Linked DNA regions of Mus musculus: region 2 is linked to region 1. Evidence: chromatin contacts called from public promoter capture Hi-C data. All regions are on one chromosome and are shown on one strand. Each heading gives the region's core, a stretch centred on a gene start, on an enhancer-like site or on the middle of the called end of the contact. The rest is flanking DNA. Distances are from core to core; before and after follow the strand shown. Region 1 holds the start of Hps5 (HPS5, biogenesis of lysosomal organelles complex 2 subunit 2). Region 2 holds the start of Nipa2 (non imprinted in Prader-Willi/Angelman syndrome 2 homolog (human)).

Region 1 (4,145 bases), core at 718-3,217:
GTCCTTAAAAACCAAAAAAAAAAAAAAAAAAAAGGGCCTGTGCCATGAACTCCCAGCTTCGATGTAGTTTTATGTTGGAATTCCAGGCATAAATTCATGGAAGAAATGTTTCATGTCTTTAAAATGTTTGAAAATCACTGGGGCTGGAGCAATGACTCAGCCATTAAGAGCACCGGCTACTCTCCCAAAGGACCCAAGGTTCAATTCTAGCACCCACATGGCCATTCACAACTATACTTCCAGTTCTAGGGGATCTGACACCACCATAGAAACCCACAGGTAGACAGAACACCAATATACAGTAGTAAAATCAACCAACTTAAAAAAAAAAGGAAATCACAAGTCTAGGGTTAGGTGTGGTAGTGTACACCTTTAATCTTACCATTCAAGAATCAGAGGCAATCGATCCCTGTGAGTTCAAGGCCAGTCAGGGCTGTTATACAGAGAAAACCTGTGTGGGAAATGGAGGGTCAGGAGAGGAAGGAAAGGAAGTCACAAGGCTAGATATTGAGAATATTGATTGGAGCCAAGCCCTTAGTGTGCTTCAAGCCAGTTTTCTGTACCCAGGCCTGCATGCTTACCAAGCAATTTACATTGGGCTCTACCTACAGTCCTGTTTTTTTTTTTTGCCAGTTCTGGAAATGAAACCCAGGATCTTACAGGTGCCTAGCAAGAACTCTTAGCTTTAAGCTGCATTCCTAACTCAGAAACCTGTTTTACCATATTTTAAACTGGTGTCTTTAAATGGACAACATCAAAAGACAGAAAGCCAAACCAACCAAACAAAAGCCAACAACGAAGAACAAAAACAAGCAAACAAAAATCCCAAATTAAACTGTGTATACGTTGAGGACACAACTTCCGGAGATCGGTTCTCCCTCCACCACGTGGGTCCCAGAGATGGAACTCAGGTTTGGCAGCAAGCACCTTTACCAGTTGAGCCATTTCACTGTAGCCCTGGGCATACGTTTTAACATCTTTTCCCCACCCTTGTTTTGCAGATGGTAAAATAGACATGTGAGGTCAACTTCACATGAATTTAGTTTCTAAGAACACTGGAGAATTTATAAAAATAATCACATACTTCCATGTATTGATGGTTCACTTTACACTACATGACTGTCAAACTGGTCATAGCTAGAACTGGGTGCGTGGCTCAAGTTTTAATAACAGTTTGAAGAGCAGGATGACAGGTGGAAGCAAGAAGGCACGAGGACACCAAGGTTAGAGGACTTCTTTAACAGGAAAAGAAAGCCTCTCCCGGGCAGGCTCCCTAACGGGAAGGGCCTCGGTGTCTCGGAGAAGCCTCACTTCCTTCGTTCTCAGGTGAGTCTGATCCTTCCAGTCCCTCCCAGCGGAAGAACCTAATGCCTTCGGGCAGTAGATTAAGGGTCAGGGCACCTCCTTCCCATTCCGGGAGAAGAAAGGCAAACCACACAGCCAGCCTGTAGTGTCGTGGAGACGACTACAGCGAAGGGCTCGATCCGCCTGGCCCCGCGCCCCCGGGGCCTGTCAGACCCTCCACGCCCGCCCAACCCCATTCTTCGGTCTCAACTTACCAGGTGGGAGCTACGGTCTCTGGTCTGGGGCGCGGGAAGCGCGTCCCGTCGGATCTGCCTCCGCCGCGCTTCTCACAGCCGCTGCACGGAGGAGGCTGAACCCCTGCGGCCGCAGCCGTCGCCACCGCCTCTGTTGCCGGGGGGTCTCGCCTCCATCGCTGGCTGCGAGGGCGCTGAGGGCACGTGACCGGAAACGCCGGGGCGGGCCTCCGGAGCACGTGACCACCACCGCGGCCGCCATGACACCTTCCGCTAGCTCCCGCCCTCCCCCACCGATTCCCGCCTGTTTCGCTTCTCCTCCTCCGGTCTCGAGCGGCGGAGAGTTTCGGGGATTCGGCTTGGCTCGCCTTTCTCCCTAGAGAGCATCCGGTCCGGCTCCGTGGTGCGTCGTCGGCCCGAGGCGGCTCCCAGACTGCAGGCCGCAGGGAGCGGAATCGCGACCCGCGGCTGGAGGGGGAGGGAGCACGCGCGGGGAGGGGCGTGATCGTCACGTGACGAGGAAGTGCCGTTAACAGCGCTTTCCTCCGGTCCCTGGCGCCCCTGGATGACGTTGCCAGGGAGGGGGCGGGGTGACAGGGTGTGTGAGGTTCAGGTTCCGCTGTCAAGGGGTGTTGAGTGTCTGTGGAGCCTGCTCGGTGAAAGCGATCGCTGGTCTCTGGGGGGGGCGGAACTCGGCCCGCTAGTCAGCCTGAGGTTCTGTGAACCTGGCTTGGAAAACCTGCTTCCTGGACTTCTCCAGAGTGACAGCTGCGGTTTAAAGTCATAAAAGTTAGCTGTGATTGACGGGAGCTCCTTGTGGTCAGGGACTTGGTCTGCTGCGCATCCTTCATCTCCAGCAGCGCCTCCAGGGCCTAGAACACGGTAGGCACTTAGAACGTTGAATGAATGAATGCATGCAAGCATGAGCGAGTCGTTAAGTTTTCTGAGGTAGAGTTTCCTGATCATTATTGGATAAGGAAGTTCCTATTGTGGAAATAAAGTCTATTAACTCCCCTTTGCATAATTTCTTCAATCGTTGTTACTTTGCGTCTTTCGAGCCTTTCCTTCCACGCACCTTGTGGGATTAGATACACCATGGTTTGCTTTGGCTTTGTGAGCAGCAATCACTGTCTACCACTCTTGAATTATAAAAATAATCTTGGGAAGTGAGAAAGATGTTTCGATCTCACATAAATTCTACTTTCATTTATTATTGGGGGAGAAGGTGGCATGGCACCGCAGTTTTTTTGTTTGTTTGTTTTGTTTCTGTTTTTTTTGTTTGTTTGTTTTGTTTCTGTTTTTTTGTTTTGTTTTGTTTTGTTTTCTCGAGACAGGGTTTCTCTGTGTAGCCCCGGCTGTCCTGGGACTCACTCTATATACTTGACTGGCCTGGAACTCAGAAATCTGCCTGTCTCTGCCTCCCAAGTGCTGGAATTAAAGGTGTGCTCCACCACTGCCCGGTTGACACCTCAGCTTTTTGTAATTGGTTCTCTCCTATCTTTCTGTGAGTTCTTGGGCCCCTGGGATCACCAAGCATAGCAATAAACCATTTCTTGGGCCCTCCTCTTCCTCCTCCACGTTTGCCTTTATCATTATTATTATTATTATTATTTTTAGCATTGTGACCCTTGGGAAAGCCAACCTTTTAAAAAGATGGTAGATGTTCACTGATTTGCCATCTTCTAAGAAGCTAGCATTTTAAAGTTTTTTCTTCCTAGTAGCACACAGAGGTAATGTTTAAGCTCAGTTTTTTAGAAAACTTATTGGTTGAGAATATTTAATGAACCGCATAATTAAGGCTCCAGAAATTCACATTTATGGACAGAAGAAGGAAGGGAAGAGTTCAGGATAGCTGAATAATAGGGTAAGATGGGAGAGGAAGCTTAGAAAAGAAGAGATGAGATCACATTTGCTTTTAACGAGTACTAGCTAGAAGTCAGTTTTAAGTCTCCTCTATTCAGAATGTCAAGAGAGAGGTTTCTTCTTCCCACAGATTTCCTGGGTAGTAGGAAGGCTTGACTTTCACTGACTTATCACTCCTTACTTTAACATCTCTGTATCCTAGCATCTGCCCATACACTTTACAGAAACTGTACAAACTCCTCATTAAATCCTTCCGTGACTCTGTGACCTACTGTCTTGGGTTTAGGTTCCTTGGTTTAGAGTTGGAAGTGTTTTGTACCTTGAGCCCAAATTTGCATTTTATATTTAACCGAGGACTAAAGTCCAAGGTGGGTAATTCTAAACCGCATCCAGCACTTTTGCTGTCTCAGCTCTGCCAGCTGCCTTTCCCTCCCTCCTAACAAACGCTGGCCTGGGAGTATTTCTTTAGGAAGTTTTCTTTGACTTGCTGTTATCCTTTAGGAGAATTGTATGTGTGTTTGTACACATGTATGGTGTTGGTGACTTTCTTTTTGACTAGAATTGATTTCCAGAATTCTTTTATTTATCCTCATGATTACGCTTATTATTTTACTAACTACTCAATAAAATAAGTGACTAAAAATTAGTTTTCTTGGATAAGGAATTGTTAAATATTTTGAATGTTGTCATGCTAAATTTTTTGGGGGGGTGGTTTTACTTATTTATTTATTTAGACTTGTTTCA
Region 2 (4,224 bases), core at 814-3,313, 9.2 Mb before region 1:
TAGGCTATTTGCGATGTGTACAGGTGTGCTTGTTGTCATTGCAAATATAACCGCTGTAGCTATAGAATATTTATTTACAATTTCTCTCATGCTTATATGAATGTTTTCATTTCTTTTTGATAGATAACTTAAACAGTTGGGTCATATGGTTGTAGTATGTTTAGCTTTTTTTTTTTTTTTGAGACACCATCTGTCTATATAGCCCTATCTGTCCTGGAACTTCCTGTGTAGACCAGACTGGGTTGAACTCTGCCTTCTAAGTGCTGGAATTAAAGGTATCTGCTACCATGTTTAACTATATTCAACTTTTGTAGAAGCTGTCAGTCCATTTCCCAAGGTTGTGCTAGTTTAAATTCCATCAGGAACATATGAGAATTACAATATTATTTAACTTTTCTTTTGTTTTGTTTTCCTTTGGAAACAATGTCTCACGCTGTAACCAAGCTTCCCTGAAAATGTGTATGTAGCTCAGGCTAGTCTTCAATTTGTGGCAATCCTGCTGTTTCTGTCTCCTAAGGGCCTACAAAAATTAGATTTTAAAACTTTAAAGGTACCCATGATCACTGCTTGAACAGTCACACAATATTAGATATGGAACATTATGACTTAGAAAAATGATTTGCGCATTTAAGGAGCCCGCAGCATACTAAATAGGCACTCACACACACACACACACATACACACACACACACACCACACTCACTCCACTGTGTGATGTGAGTACTGGCTTGGAGGACCAGATAATGAGTGTGACAGTAGCTAAAGGATTGTAATGATGAAAGCAGATGGATGAGAAGGATCTGTACCTTGGATGTTTAGGACAATGGGGAGGAGGGAGTGAGAAGGAGGAAGGGAAGGGAGAGGGAGGTGCCACAAGATAATTCTCTACCACGGTTAAATTACAATGCTGATCCCACATACGGCACACACCTGTTCAAATGAACCAACCAGTGCCTTTATGATAATCAACAGGTCTTTGGAGATGTCTGTTGCCATCTTTATCAGTTAAGTTATTGCTGCCTATCAATTTAAACCAAAATGAGGTGGCAATCACTTATTCTTTCTTTTAGGCCGATGGGTCAGTGGGGCAGTTTTGCTGATGTGAACCAACCTGACCCTTGCCAGCAATTCTGAGTTAGCCAGGAAGGAAGTCAGTATGGTGGCTTTGTTCCTGGTCTACATTGTACTACATTTGTTCTCCATTATTCCCTCCTGCCCACCAGTCCGGGCTTCTTATCAAGTTTCATTGCATTTTTCTTTGCTCAATACCATTCCCCCAGCCAATGCAGATTCAGGGAGAGTGGAGATGCAGGTACTGTAAAATTTGTGGACACATGGAAAGGTGGAAAAATTGGAGTCATTCTGTATTTACCTGATCATCAAAGTCCCACTTGCATGTCATCTAGAAATTAGCCTACCCTAAAAATTGAGCAAAATAAGTCCTCAAGAGCCAGTTCTAAGACACTTGGGTATCTGGTTGTCAAGTTCACAGCAGAGTAGCTTTTAAATTAGCTACTTAGCCACTCCCTCAATGTTTTAGACCATCACGTCCAAAGCATTAGCATAGGAGATAGGAAAACTACAGTGCTGTTTTTAATGTTTCAATAAATGTATAATTCATTTTACAAGGATCTCCCTCCCAAACACACCCAAACAAATGTTCTTGGAGTAACATATCCTGTAAACAAGGATTTTCAGCAGCCTTCAATGGTCTTTTCAAAGCAAAAGCAGCCGAGAAAAAGCTATTACTTTGTTTCCTGTGCATCTCGTGGAAAAGATCTCTTGTCCAAATCACAAGGTCCTCCTCCACAAGCTTTACTGTCTCTTCCCTGGAAACCTGCCTCCTTGTCCCGCCCACTTCCGCCCTTTGCGGTCAAACCCACCTCCTCCATCCCAAAGGTCCCACGTGAAGACTCCCAGGAAATCGGATTTTAAATAACAGGGCTGGATTTTTGATGAGTAGGTGAGCAAAGATGACCTTAGAAGGTACGGCTCCTCCGGCTCGCTGTCAGGGCGGGGCGAAGAGCCTTGCGGAGGCGGGGCCTGAGCTGTGCCTGCCCAGCGCGCGCGGTTTACGTCACTAGTCTGCGCCCAGGTTTCCCGGCAGGTTCTCGGCGGCTCTTCTGGTGCTGGCCGCGGTGCGGCCGAAGGCTGTCCGAGGTAGGCTCCTCTCGGCTCTCCCATGGAGGAGGCGGCGCTCACTGCAGTCTCGGATGCACGAACTTCCCGCGGGACGTCGCCGGAGACGGTGGCTGTGTGCGCGCAGGAGCGAGCTGCCTGCGTGGGGGTCTGAGCGGGCACCGGGGTCGCGTCCCGGAGGGAGCCGAGTCGCCCGCCGGCCTGCGACGGCCCTAAGGTAGCTACTTCCTGTAAGCGAGCTCCAGGGCGGAGCTGCGGGCTGTGTCGGCCGCCTGAGGTCGGAGAAGGGCCCCGGGGCGACTTGCTTTTTCGCGTGTTCTGGGGTGGACGCAGCTTCCCTGGTGATCCGCAGTGAGTCGGATTGATTGCCATTCAATCCGGCAGAAGTCTGGCTGGTTGGCCCTGTCCGGTCGCGTACTCGTTAAGTTCTGCATATCAGTTTTATTTGCCTTCGTGAGTTTTCAGAAGATGGTTTCGGCTTGCTGTAACGTTTTGAGCTTGCTTGACTCAGTTCCCTGGCACTTAATAGGGTTTACACAAAATGCAGGGTTTGGGGTTCCTGCTTCTTTGATTTCTCTACGATAATGGCAAGGCATTTAGTTTAGGAGTGGTCTTGAGTGCAGTTTCTTTAGATTCTATATCATGTGCCCGTTTGATACCATATTAATTATTTTTAAAGTTAAAAGAGGAAGTCTGAGATTTGACGTTTTTCATTCCAGTAAGCTGTATGTAGAAGCTCTTACAGTACTTACTAAGTGAAAGAACAGGAAGGCCAGTAACTATATATCTAAGTATTTAGTAATTTTCTGTCCTTTCACCTACTTCCATATTTTCTTCTTTCCAGGGTGGAACTACTCTGCCGTGGTTAAATACTTTAAATGGGAATAAAGGATAGCGTTTCCAAGAAAATGAGAATGAATAAATCATCTCTGTTTTTTAAAAGAAAGACCATATTAAACTTACATGTAAGTTAAAATTTTAATTTCTAACAGTATTGCTAAGTTAGATCGGAGATTAGGTTCTGTAGTATTTTTTTGTTTGGTTGTTTGGTTGTTTTTTGTTTTGATTTTTATAGAGACAGGGTTTCTCTGTGTAGTCCTGGCTGTCCTGGAACTCACTCTGTAGACCAGGCTGGCCTCCTCTGCCTCCCTAGTGCTGGGATTAATGGCATGCGCCACCACTGCCCGGAGGTTCCTGCCCACCTCTTGTCTAGCTTGTCTTGTTGAGTCAGTAAACTTTAGGTTGATTGAGAGGCCCCATCAGGAAAAATAAGGTGGAGAATGACTGATAATGTTGTTTTCTTTAGTTTTTCACAGATACGGGAAATACCACTACTAGGTGTGCACACACAAGAAAAATGAGCTAAACCTGAAGCTGAGACTGCTATAAGCTTTAGATAGTAGTAAACATTATGTAGAAGTAGACTTAAGAGCTGAACTTTTACAGCCAGGTATGGTGATACAAGCTTGTAATTCCAGCACTCCGGAGGCTGGGACAGGATGATTTCAAGATCAAGGCCAGCCTGGACTCCATAAGGAGACCCTTCAGTTCTAACATTTTAAGATGATATGGCAGTCAGGATTAGTAGAGCCAATCTCTTTTCTGAGTGATCCTCTCATGAGTGCCTAACATTCTGAGATGTGTTTTCTGTGGCTGTCAAGGAGAAATAACACTATCCTCTGATATTGTTTGAAGTGGTAGCCCTTTGATGTAAGGAAAGCAGTTCTACTGACTTTGAAGCTCTGTGAAGATATAAAATGAGTCACATATGATTAAATAGTACCCAATTTTTTTCTATAGAAAATATAAAAAGCTTTACCTAAATCTGACTTATTTGAGGGCATTTGTTGTGGTAGACACAAGAACTCTGTAGAGCGACATGACATGTGATGGTGGGTTGAAGAGAGACTTGCATCAAAGGATGCAAAGTAACAGGTATATAGAGTAAGTTGTGAGATTTAATGTATAACATGAAGGTTATAGTTAGTAAAAATTGTATTAGAGACTTTAAAACTCCCTACTTGACAAACTAAAGTTCTACATACTTCTTTATTGTAGAACTAAGCACATATCTCAGATTAAAAC

What was found. Promoter capture Hi-C pulls out the DNA fragments that hold promoters and counts their contacts.
Region 2: a contact with region 1 is called in a promoter capture Hi-C map of pre-B cells, with 4 times the contacts expected there. The contact joins the promoter of Nipa2 here to the promoter of Hps5 in region 1. A contact is called at or near these places in 3 of 39 promoter capture datasets (frontonasal cranial neural crest, pre-B cells and second pharyngeal arch cranial neural crest) and 1 of 484 Hi-C or Micro-C datasets (uterus).

What each region holds. Positions count from the first base shown.
Region 1 is chr7:46,793,703-46,797,847 of GRCm38.p6, reverse strand. Hps5 (HPS5, biogenesis of lysosomal organelles complex 2 subunit 2) reads left to right here and starts at 1,967. Exons shown (of 23, transcript NM_001005247.2): 1 at 1,967-2,420. It overlaps Gtf2h1 (general transcription factor II H, polypeptide 1), which reads right to left and starts at 1,754. Exons shown (of 15, transcript NM_008186.4): 1 at 1,560-1,754.
Region 2 is chr7:55,960,332-55,964,555 of GRCm38.p6, reverse strand. It overlaps Nipa2 (non imprinted in Prader-Willi/Angelman syndrome 2 homolog (human)), which reads left to right and starts at 2,063. Exons shown (of 7, transcript NM_001256130.1): 1 at 2,063-2,356; 2 at 2,984-3,104. A230056P14Rik (RIKEN cDNA A230056P14 gene) reads right to left here and starts at 2,025. Exons shown (of 6, transcript NR_015495.2): 1 at 1,884-2,025.